Regions from separate parts of the Ovis aries genome. Here region 1 is linked to region 2. A link is a contact called in public Hi-C data. All regions are on one chromosome and are shown on one strand. The core of a region is the stretch at or near the end of the contact, and the rest is flanking DNA. Distances in the headings are between cores, read along the strand shown.

Region 1 (5,009 bases), core at 577-3,076, 39 kb after region 2:
ACACAAAACCTTTGGACTCTCATTCTTTTCTGAGTCAAACAATATGGTACTTAATTGAGTCTCCACCAAAGAGCTCTTCCTGTCTTCTGACCAGCCATTCTGTTCATCCATCACAGTGAATGCCTATTGTGGACATAAATTTTGCTTTTCTTAATAATTTCATTACTTATAAAACAGTATGATGCAGTGAGAGGGAGACTTCTGAAAAAAATGCCTCCAGTCACAAAGTGAGACACGTATAGGGATAGGAAGTAAGTCTGCACTGCCAACCCTGGTGAAAGGAGGCATTCTGCCTGCCTACCTTCTTTATCTTCGGTTATTGCCTGTGTCAGAATTGGTCTCTTCCTCCTCAGCAGTCTTAGTTGGAGACCAAATACTTAGATCTTTCTACATAAATAATTTTAGAATATGATGGTCAATATGTGAAAAAATTTTTAAATTATGGGTAGCCTGTTTCCTGTCTCTTGACTTTGAAATAAGGAAAATATTGCTAAATGTAAAAAAAGGTTGTTAAGGATTGTGGCTTCCTCTTTTACAGTATTGATATGTTTAAAGACTTAGTTTTCTTAATTGTATCTCGGACATTTTCAAAGATGTAAGAGCAGAGAGAGTAGTAAAATGAACCACTGTTTACCCGTCATCTGTTGACTGCCAACAGTTGTCAATGTGATCAGTCCTACTCCGTGCATATCCCCCTCCCCATCATTGATGCAGATCCCAGTCATGTTGTGTTTGTGAATGTTAAAGTGTCATCAATAAAAGATAAGGCACTGTTTTTAATAAACTTAAACTTACTGTCATTACATCTAAAAAAATGAGCAGTTCTATTTGAGAAATGTTGAAGACCCTCCTTATTCATATCATAATATAGGTCACTGTGTTAAACAAGAGCATGAGAAGTAATGGCACTTAGGCCTTGGATTCAGCATTAGGTTTAGATGCCAGTCTTGCTGCTTGTTAACTGCATGAGCTTGGGCTGGTTAAGCTCTCTTCATCTCACTTAGCCTCAGTTTCCTTAGCTGTTAAATGGAAATAACAGTAATTCTGGCCTCAGAGTTCTGAGTTACAAATGAAGCAGTGAAGGTGAAGTGACTAGAATATTGATTATTATTACACATAGAACATTTTCAGTAATACTAGTCATTTTATTTGGCGATATAAGGAAATGGGCCTTATATACCTAGGCTTCCCAGGTGGCTCAGTGGTAAAGAATCTGCCTGCCAGTGAAGGAGACGCAGGAGTTATGGGATCAGTCCCTGGGTTGGGAAGATCCCTGGAGTAGTAAGTGGCAACCCACTCCAGTATTTTTGCCTGTAGAGTCCCATGGACAGAGGAACCTGGCAGACTGCAGTCCATGGGGTGCAGAGAGCTGGACACGACAGAGCATGCATAAGGAAATACACAGATAACTAATTTCACATTCCACCTTTCAAGTGTAGGTGATGTTTTAAGGTGATTTGCATTCAGTGATCCTCTAAGCCTCTGATTTTTATGGGATGCTGAAAAGTCTTAGTATTGTTTTAATTCAGAGGCATATTTTATACTTTTCTCAAAAGCAGATGATTTGTTTTAGGACATATGATGCTGTTGAAAGGAATAAGTGTTTAATCTTTACTCCAGTCTTGGATGTCTTTATGTATATTTGTATGAAAGCTTTGAGATACCCTAAGAGACCATTCTTTATTTTTAAAATTGTGTTCATGTATTTATTTCGGTTGCACTGTATCTTCATTGTTTTCTGCAGTCGCAGCGGACAGGCGCCCCTCTTCACTGCAGTGCTCAGGCTTCTCATTGCTGCGGCCTCTCGTTCTGCAGAGCGCAGGCTTTAGGCGCACGGGCTTCAGCACTTGCAGCGTGTGGCTCAGTAGCTGTGGCTTGTGGGCTGGAGAGCACAGGCTCAGGAGTCGCGGCACAGGGACTTAGCTGCTTCATAGTGTGAGGGATCCTCCCGGACCAGGGATTGAACCTATGTTCCCTGCACTGGCAGGTGGATTCTTATCCACTGCGCCACCAGGGAAGTCCAAGAGCCCATTATTTATAAATCTCCCCATAGCTTAAAAATAAAAAGCAGATCTAAATGCCCTTCTGTAGTGCCAGTTTCCTTAAAGTGATAGTTTGGGCAACTGTAAAGTAAAAGTGGTATCAGTATTATTGCTTACACTCTCCTTTCTCCCCTCTATTTAATCCATTTAATCTTTTCTTATTTCACACCATCCAGAAGGTACAGTGTTGAAAGAAATTTGTCTTTGTAGCTGAAGTTCTTTCATAGCAGGGTATTCTGCTGCTGCTTCTAAGTCGCTTCAGTCGTGTCTGACTCTGTGCGACCCCATAGATGGCAGCCCACCAGGCTCCTCTGTCTCTGGGATTCTCCAGGCAAGAACACTGGAGTGGGTTGCCATTTCCTTTTCCAATGTATGAAAGTGAAAAGCGAAAGTGCAGTCTCTGAGTCATGCCTGACTCTTAGCGATCTCATGGACTGCAGCCCACCAGGCTCCTCCGTCCATGGGATTTTCCAGGCAAGAGTACTGGAGTGGGGTGCCATTGCCTTCTCCGAGGGTATTCTAATTGTAGTAAAAGTTGGGGATAAATTGTTCAGCATAAACAGTTCAGTTTATAGACTTTCTGGAACAAATTGCTTACATATTTTTAGTTTTAATTTTTAATACTTGAAGTGCACATCATTTTCATTCAGATTTTCCTGATTTATAAAATGTTCAATTCTGGTTTTTTAATTATTTTTTGATAGCTTTATTAAAGTAAAATTTATGGTCATAAAATTCACCCATTCTAAGGTTGCAATTCAGTGATTCTTTAACACATTTTTTGACTAGAGGCTTTTTGCAGAATCTAATGCCTGTGGCTGGTGATTTGTTATGAAAGTGAATATTGAAATGTCTGTGGTCAATAACATTTGGGTAACAAAAGATATAGTAATACATCTCTGATCAGTAATATGTTAATAGAGTTAGAGAATCATCACTGCAATTTGATTTCACATTTCCATCACCCCAAGAAAGAATCCTTGTGCCCATTGCCAGTCATTCCCCATACCTAACCCAGATCTAGGCAACCATTAATTTGCTTTGTTTCTATGGATTTGCCTGTTTTGGATATTTCATTTAAATGGAATCATACAATTTGTGACCTTTTGTGTCTGGCTTCTCTCACTTAGCATAACTTTTTTTAGCATAATGTTTTATGGTTCATCCATGTTGTATCATGTATCTATATTTCAGTCCTTTTTAAATTGCTGAGCAATGTTCTATTGCATGGATGTGCCTTATTTTGCTTATTCATTCAGAACTGATGGACATTTGAGTTGTTTTCATGTCTTTAGTGTTATGAATAATACTGCTGTGAACATTTGTGAGTAAGTTTTTGTGGGGACATTTATTTTAAGAAATTATTCACATATGTAGAAATAATGGTTCTCTGTTAATTCATGTATTTTTAATTTTGATTTTATTATGTGACAGTATAGTGGAGAGAAGCCCTGTGCAGCGTTTTAGGAGTCTGGGTTTCATGTTATTACTCAGCGTCCAATGTTATTACTCAATGTTAGAACAGTGAATCTGTGTTTGTAGATCTCAGTTTCTGCTCTAGATTGAATCTTTTTATCCTTCCCAAAATTCATGTATTGAAAACTAATTGCCAGCGTGATAGTATTTGGGTAGGCCTGGAAAATCCCATGGACGGAGGAGCCTGGTGGGCTGCAGTCCATGGGGTCGCTAAGAGTCAGACACGACTGAGCGACTTCACTTCACTTTACTTTTTAGAAGGTGATTAGTACACTTCTAAGAGAAACCCCAGGGAGCTCCCTTGCCCTCCTACCAAGTAAGGATGTAGAGGATGGCCCCGCAAGAACCAGGAAGGGGCCCTCATCAGACGCTGGATCTGTCTGTGCCTTGATCTTGGACTTCTCAGACTCCAGAACCATGGGAGATAAATTTATTTATAAGCACCCCTTTATGGTATTTTTGTTTTAGCAGCCTGAATGAAACTGTGAAAAATAAATTTCTATAATATTTCTATTATAACAGCCCGCATGTACTAAGACAGTTTCCTTATCAGTAAGGTGAAAAAGTTGAAGTAGATGCCCTCTATGGTTCTAATCACTGGTTCTGAATCTATTAGTTTTTGTCTGACCTTGGACAAATTACTTAATTTCTCTGTGCCTCAGTCTCCTTATCAGAAAAAATGGGGATATTAATGTAATTCTGGCTTCCCTGGTGGCTCAGGCAGTAAAGAATCTACCTGCAATGCATATAATTATGTTGTTTTGAGGGGGAAATTATATTCTGGAAACTTGAAATAAATGCCAAGATGTGTTAAGCTACTTGTAGTATGTTTGTTCCCATTTTAGTGTGTTGTACCAAGAAGGCCTCACTCAGTGGGAATGCTTTGGCTGTGGCCTCTGTAAAGAATCAGTGGTGGAAAGCTAAATAGTAGCTGGTGGAGGAAGGAAAACTGAGCTGCTAATAATAGATGCCGTTGAGTGCTTATCATTGTAGAGTGTACTGAACCCTGCACATGTATTAGTTCACCTAATCCTGGGTCTGATGAGTTAGATTCAGTGACTGTGCCCATAAAAGAAAAGTTAAGGAACTGTCCAAACCACCTAGCTAGTAAGTGGCTGCGTCCTAGTCACACCCTTGCCCTAGGCCATGATGCTTAACGCTGCACCAAACCACCTTTCTGGGAGAACACCTCCCCACCTCCCCGGGACAGAGTCCCAGGGCAGAAAGGTGTTCAGTTGGGGAGGACGTTGCTTGGGAAAGATTCCTAGTATTGCTAGCAGGCCTTCTGAGGGCAAAGAGGTGCTCGTGTTGCACATAGCTTTCCATATGTCTTATATTCCTTGGCTGCCTGTACAACTGTGATGTGACTGTTTAGTTACTGAACAAGATAAGGGATTTGCAGTATGATCAGTATTGTTTTTGGGTTTTGGGCCCCAAAATACATTGTAACATACATTGTTGTATGTGTGTGTTTTTAATGGACTTTTTGTC
Region 2 (4,656 bases), core at 827-3,326:
GGAGTGGTTCCCTATCATTCAGAGTTCAAGCATATGCTGGACAGCTGCTTTGGAAGGATCTGGCTGTCCCTTCACTTTATAGATATATAAAGAAGGATATGTTTACCTTATTAACAAAATACTAAAAATGAATAAAGCCAAAGGAACTCCAGAGGTGAGGCCTAGTGGATTTAAGTGATTGAGCTATGTTCAATCTGTTGTCATTGGAAAATACAGCACCCAAACACCAGCATTTATAGCCTAATGTGTTTCCTGTTGCAATAGTTGTCCTTTATATAAGAACTGGGTCCTCACTGTTGTGGAACTAGTGGGTATGGAAAAAGGAAGGGCAGGGATGTTTGGTGACTTACTATAATAGATTGTTTGGCATGATCCTGCTTTATTAAAACAAGCAAAGAATGCGAGTGGTAGTAGGAGAGGGTTTAAAATGATAATCAGAGAATGCCATATGGTAAAGGAAAGAATACTGTGGAAGGTTAAGTAAGGAAGGCAGGGACTGTGGATTGCACTGTATTTCCCGCTTGTTGAGTAGATGCTCAACATGTATTTATTGAAATGAATAGTGGCATCAGTACTTGAACAAATATTTAAAGAGAACTTTCCTAGTGCTGAGTATTATGCTCTGTCCAAGAGCCAAAAAAGAACTAGACAAAAATCTCTACCCTTTTAAGGAATTCCCAGTCTAGTAAGAAAAGACCACCAATCAGAGCAATAGGAAAAATGAAAGCGCTAAGGATTATTGTAGAGAATAGATCAAAATTTGCATGAAAGCAGAAAGGAAAGAGTAATTCAGTGTAAGTGTGTCGGGTGAGGATGTGGTTGCGGAAAAAGGACAGGATGTCTGGGAAGATTCCAAGAGGAAAAGGTGCACTATCTTTATTCTCTTGAAGGACAGTAGACGTTCACTGGTTAAATGAGGGATGAATTTCAGATGGAGGAAAGCATACAAAGGCACAAACACAGCCTGAACGTAAGATGTGGTGGGAATTAAAGCTGGAGTTGGAAAAGGTCTGGGGATCAGATCATAAATGACCTTGGATGTCACAGTAATTGCTTGAGCCTGATTATCCACGTGACAAGCCATTGAAAGACTTTAAAGCGGGAAGTTTACTGTTTTTGAAGCATTCCTAGTAGTCCTTAGGAACAGAAGCAGAAACAGTTGACAAGGCTTGACCTAAAGGGTTGCAAAGAGGCTAAAGTCACGGACAGATTATCAGTCACAGAAGTAAGAGGAAATATTAATCCTTGGGACTTTCAATCAGAGAACTTTAGTAGAGAGATTTAGTTGCCTAGTTGTTGAAATGGTACTTTTTTTTTTTTTTTTTCAGGGGAATTAGGTGATACTGAAGTGAGTGGCACAGTGAGTAATAAGTAAGGCCTGAGATTGGGACCACATGGCTGCCCTGAGCTTGTATTAGCTGATGACTCTTTTGAACTGAATTCAGGAAATGACATAAAAACAATTTGCGCAAGAAAACTGGAAGAACAAGGACTCTGAAGTCATTACATTTGGAGAAAAATAACTAGGGGTGGTGAGGATGGGCAAGTAGCCATTGTCAGAGGGCCATTTGTGGATAAATTCTGGACTGCCCAAAGGAAAGCTGCCCAAAGGAAAACAAATGTCCTGAATCCAGCCCTTTCTCTCTGCAAGCCATTCCCTTCCAACTGCCTTAGCCTTCAGCTCCATCACACACCTCTGTGTGGGAGAGTCGTCTCCTGGCAGTGGGTACTTGGAACTAAAGGAATCCCAACCAACCTAGGATGACAGTGTCAGAATTTTGAAAATCTTGGATACCATATACATATTTCCGTATGAGGGCAGCGACAACAAATGACTTGCGAGGCGTCAAGTGGTCGTGGGGGTGTCTTTCCTTAAGCCCAGGCTTCCCGACTCTAGGCCCAGTCGCCCTTCCACCACCCCACGGTGCCTGTGGGCTTGGGAGGCGGGAGCTCCGCGCCCGCTAAGGATCACCGGGTGGGCCTGGTGGCTTCGGAGGCCCCCGCCTCGCCCAGCCCCCAACCCCCCAGCCCCAGCCCCAGCGGGACTCCCGGCCCCGCCCCCTTCCCGTGCCGGGCGGGGTCGCCGCGCCGCCGCTCCCCGGGCGCGCGCTGTGCAGCGCGGACTCGGGTCGGGCCGAGGGTTCCGGGAGGTCTCGCCAGGCCGCCCGCGCCGCAGCCCCTGGCCTGACGCACAGAGGGGCCGGGACGCAGTTTGCCACGGGCGACCGGAGCCACCGCCGCCCGGGCCCGCTCCGCCCCCAGCCCGCCTTCCTCCCGCCTCGCCCTCCGCCTCCGCCCGCGCCTCACTCGCGTCCCCGCGTCCTTCCCACCGCCCCGGAGCCGCCGGCCCCCAGCGCCAGCCAGGTGAGTGTGGCCGCCGCGCGGCCCGGGCTGCCCGGGCGGGACGACCGCGCAGGCCCCGGGGCCAGGCGGGGAGCGTGGGCGGGAGGAGGCGGCGGCGGGCCCAGCTCGCTAACCCCCGCGCGGCCGCGCGACTGCGGGAGGGGGGCCCCCGCCCCTGGCTCCCGCCGCAGCCCCCGCCGCCACCGCAGACAAAGCGCCCGAGGTGGGAGTCCCGCGGGCAGCCCCTGCCTCCGCGCCGCCAGCCGGGTGCGGCCGCGGCCCTCCGAGCCTGGGCGGCCCGCGTCTCCCCTCCCGGGCGCCCTTGTTCATTTCTGGGTGAAAGGGACCCGAAACGTGCAACAGGTACGGGCGGTGATCATTATTTTCCGGCGGGTCCGGTCCGCCCGGCGTGCGGGCACCAGATGTGGCGGCCGGCTCCGGGGCGAGTCCCCGCGTCCAGCGCCCGCGGCTGGCTCCTTTGTGTGGCCGGTGACCGGCCCTGGCCGGCGGGTGGGGGACGCCGGCCAGAGACCCCCGGGCTGCAGGAGCCTTCTGGACGGCTCCCTTGAGGCGTGGGGGCTTGGCTTACCCCGGGTATGCGGGCCGGTAACATCCCTCCAGCCTTTGCAGGAGTCACAAAGGGACGGGAGAGCGGGTTGGCAGGGATATCTGGATGTGTATTTATTTTTATATGTGAGGTAGACATGTATTGGAAAGGAACCGCAGTCTGGCAGGCTCTTGAGGGTTTCTGTGGCATTTCACCCCGCGATGCACCATTTGGACATGGCAGCTGCTGCTACGCCCCCGTGGTTCTCCTCTTGGTGCTTTGACATCTTTCTTAAACAGACATCACCTGAGAAGTTGGAAATGCTGTTGAGTGTTTGACAGGTCTTCCGTCTCTTCACGTTTTGTCTGTGCCAAGTAAACCCACCGTGTATGCTAGCATAGGTTGGCAAACCCTCAAATTAAGATCACCGCTCAAAAATACCCCCATATTGGGGAATATTAACCTGTGTGGTTTACTTTGGCTTAAATAACCTTATTTTCTTAGTTGTGAGAAACTTTTTATTTTTTTACCCCCAAAGAAAGAATACAAAGTAAAGAACAATTTATCTTTGTTTACATACCTTGGGTCGGGCTGTTACCTAGCTGGTTTCATTGGTATGCTATTTTAGTATAACAATACTAAATGGAAGGAAAATATCTTCCTTTTGCTTTGAGCAATAAAATACTTCTTTGTTCTAGAACCAGGAAGCTTTTATACATAATACTTTGTGTGGCCAAAAGTTAGCGACTTGTCTTTACCCCGTGACCAAATCCATGAAAAAATACCCAATCATGAAAAATACCCAAAGGACTTAGAAAGCATTACCCAGCTCTGTAGATTGTTTTTATATTCCAAATTCCAGGAAATCATTTTGTTGTATATTTATTCAAACAAGCTAGACTAAATTTAACCTTAAAAATTGGGACTACTCGGTAAATTCCCTAGTATTAGGGAGTGAACTGGCTGCATTTAAAGAATTTACCAAGCATTTTGATTTCTGTGTATAATAGTTGGAAGGACCTGGTGATGGACATAGAAATACGACTGCAAAATGCAGAACATGGAAACAGGTAGATCAAGCTTGCGAAGTTCCATCTACTTGGGTTTTAGTTGATTCATGGGTAAATCTGAAAACTAAAAGTCCACTAATTTAAAAACAAAATACTGGATTTTGACCTAGTTTTTAAAATGAACTCTCTAAAGATTCCTTGACACTCTCTCTACTCCCTAAAAACAAATGATACTAATAAGGATTTTCTTTTGAAGAAATAAACTAATGTCAAATTAATCTGCAGAAAGTTTTTCTGACATAATTAGTAGTTTCACTTTACTAAAAATAGCACTCATCTGTGTAACATCTAACTTCAAAGAGCTTTCATAGCTGTTACAAGCAACAGGAATAACCTCCTGAAAAAAAAGTAATGTCTTTACTGTTAAAAAGTAGGCGAAACTTAAATTTCTACAGTAGTTTTATTAAAATATAACTCATATACTGTAGAATTCACTCTTTTAATATGTACAATTCAGTGGTTTTAGTTTATTCATAAGGTACTGCAAACATCATCACTAATTCAAGGAGCATTTTCACATCCTAAAAGGAAGCCCTCACACCATTAACTGCGGCTCCCATTCTCCCTCATTGACACTTGGCAGGCACCAGTCTACTTTCTGTCTCTGTGGATTTGCTGATTTAGGACATTTCTTATAAATGGAATCCCATAATATGTGGCCTTTTGTGTCTTTCACTAAGTGTAGTGTTTCCAGAT

What was found. A called contact is a pair of places that touch in the nucleus more often than the background predicts.
Region 1: a Hi-C map of hypothalamus shows a contact between it and region 2, with 4 times the contacts expected there. The contact joins the enhancer-like site here to the promoter of SESTD1 in region 2. A contact is called at or near these places in 6 of 16 Hi-C or Micro-C datasets (hypothalamus, liver, mixed tissues and 3 more).

The regions. Positions count from the first base shown.
Region 1 is chr2:130,904,050-130,909,058 of ARS-UI_Ramb_v3.0, forward strand. All of the region lies in intron 1 of SESTD1 (SEC14 and spectrin domain containing 1), which reads left to right. Among named protein-coding and RNA genes, the nearest start is that of SESTD1, 40 kb to the left of the region's middle. Within about 2 kb of position 1,827, at least 6 of the 54 cell types and tissues checked have an H3K27ac peak or open chromatin away from gene starts, as enhancers often do. A contact at or near this core is called in hypothalamus, where this site is marked.
Region 2 is chr2:130,864,974-130,869,629 of ARS-UI_Ramb_v3.0, forward strand. SESTD1 (SEC14 and spectrin domain containing 1) reads left to right here and starts at 2,077. Exons shown (of 17, transcript XM_042243667.2): 1 at 2,077-2,364. LOC121818694 (a long non-coding RNA gene) reads right to left here and starts at 3,004. Exons shown (of 2, transcript XR_006058730.1): 1 at 2,933-3,004.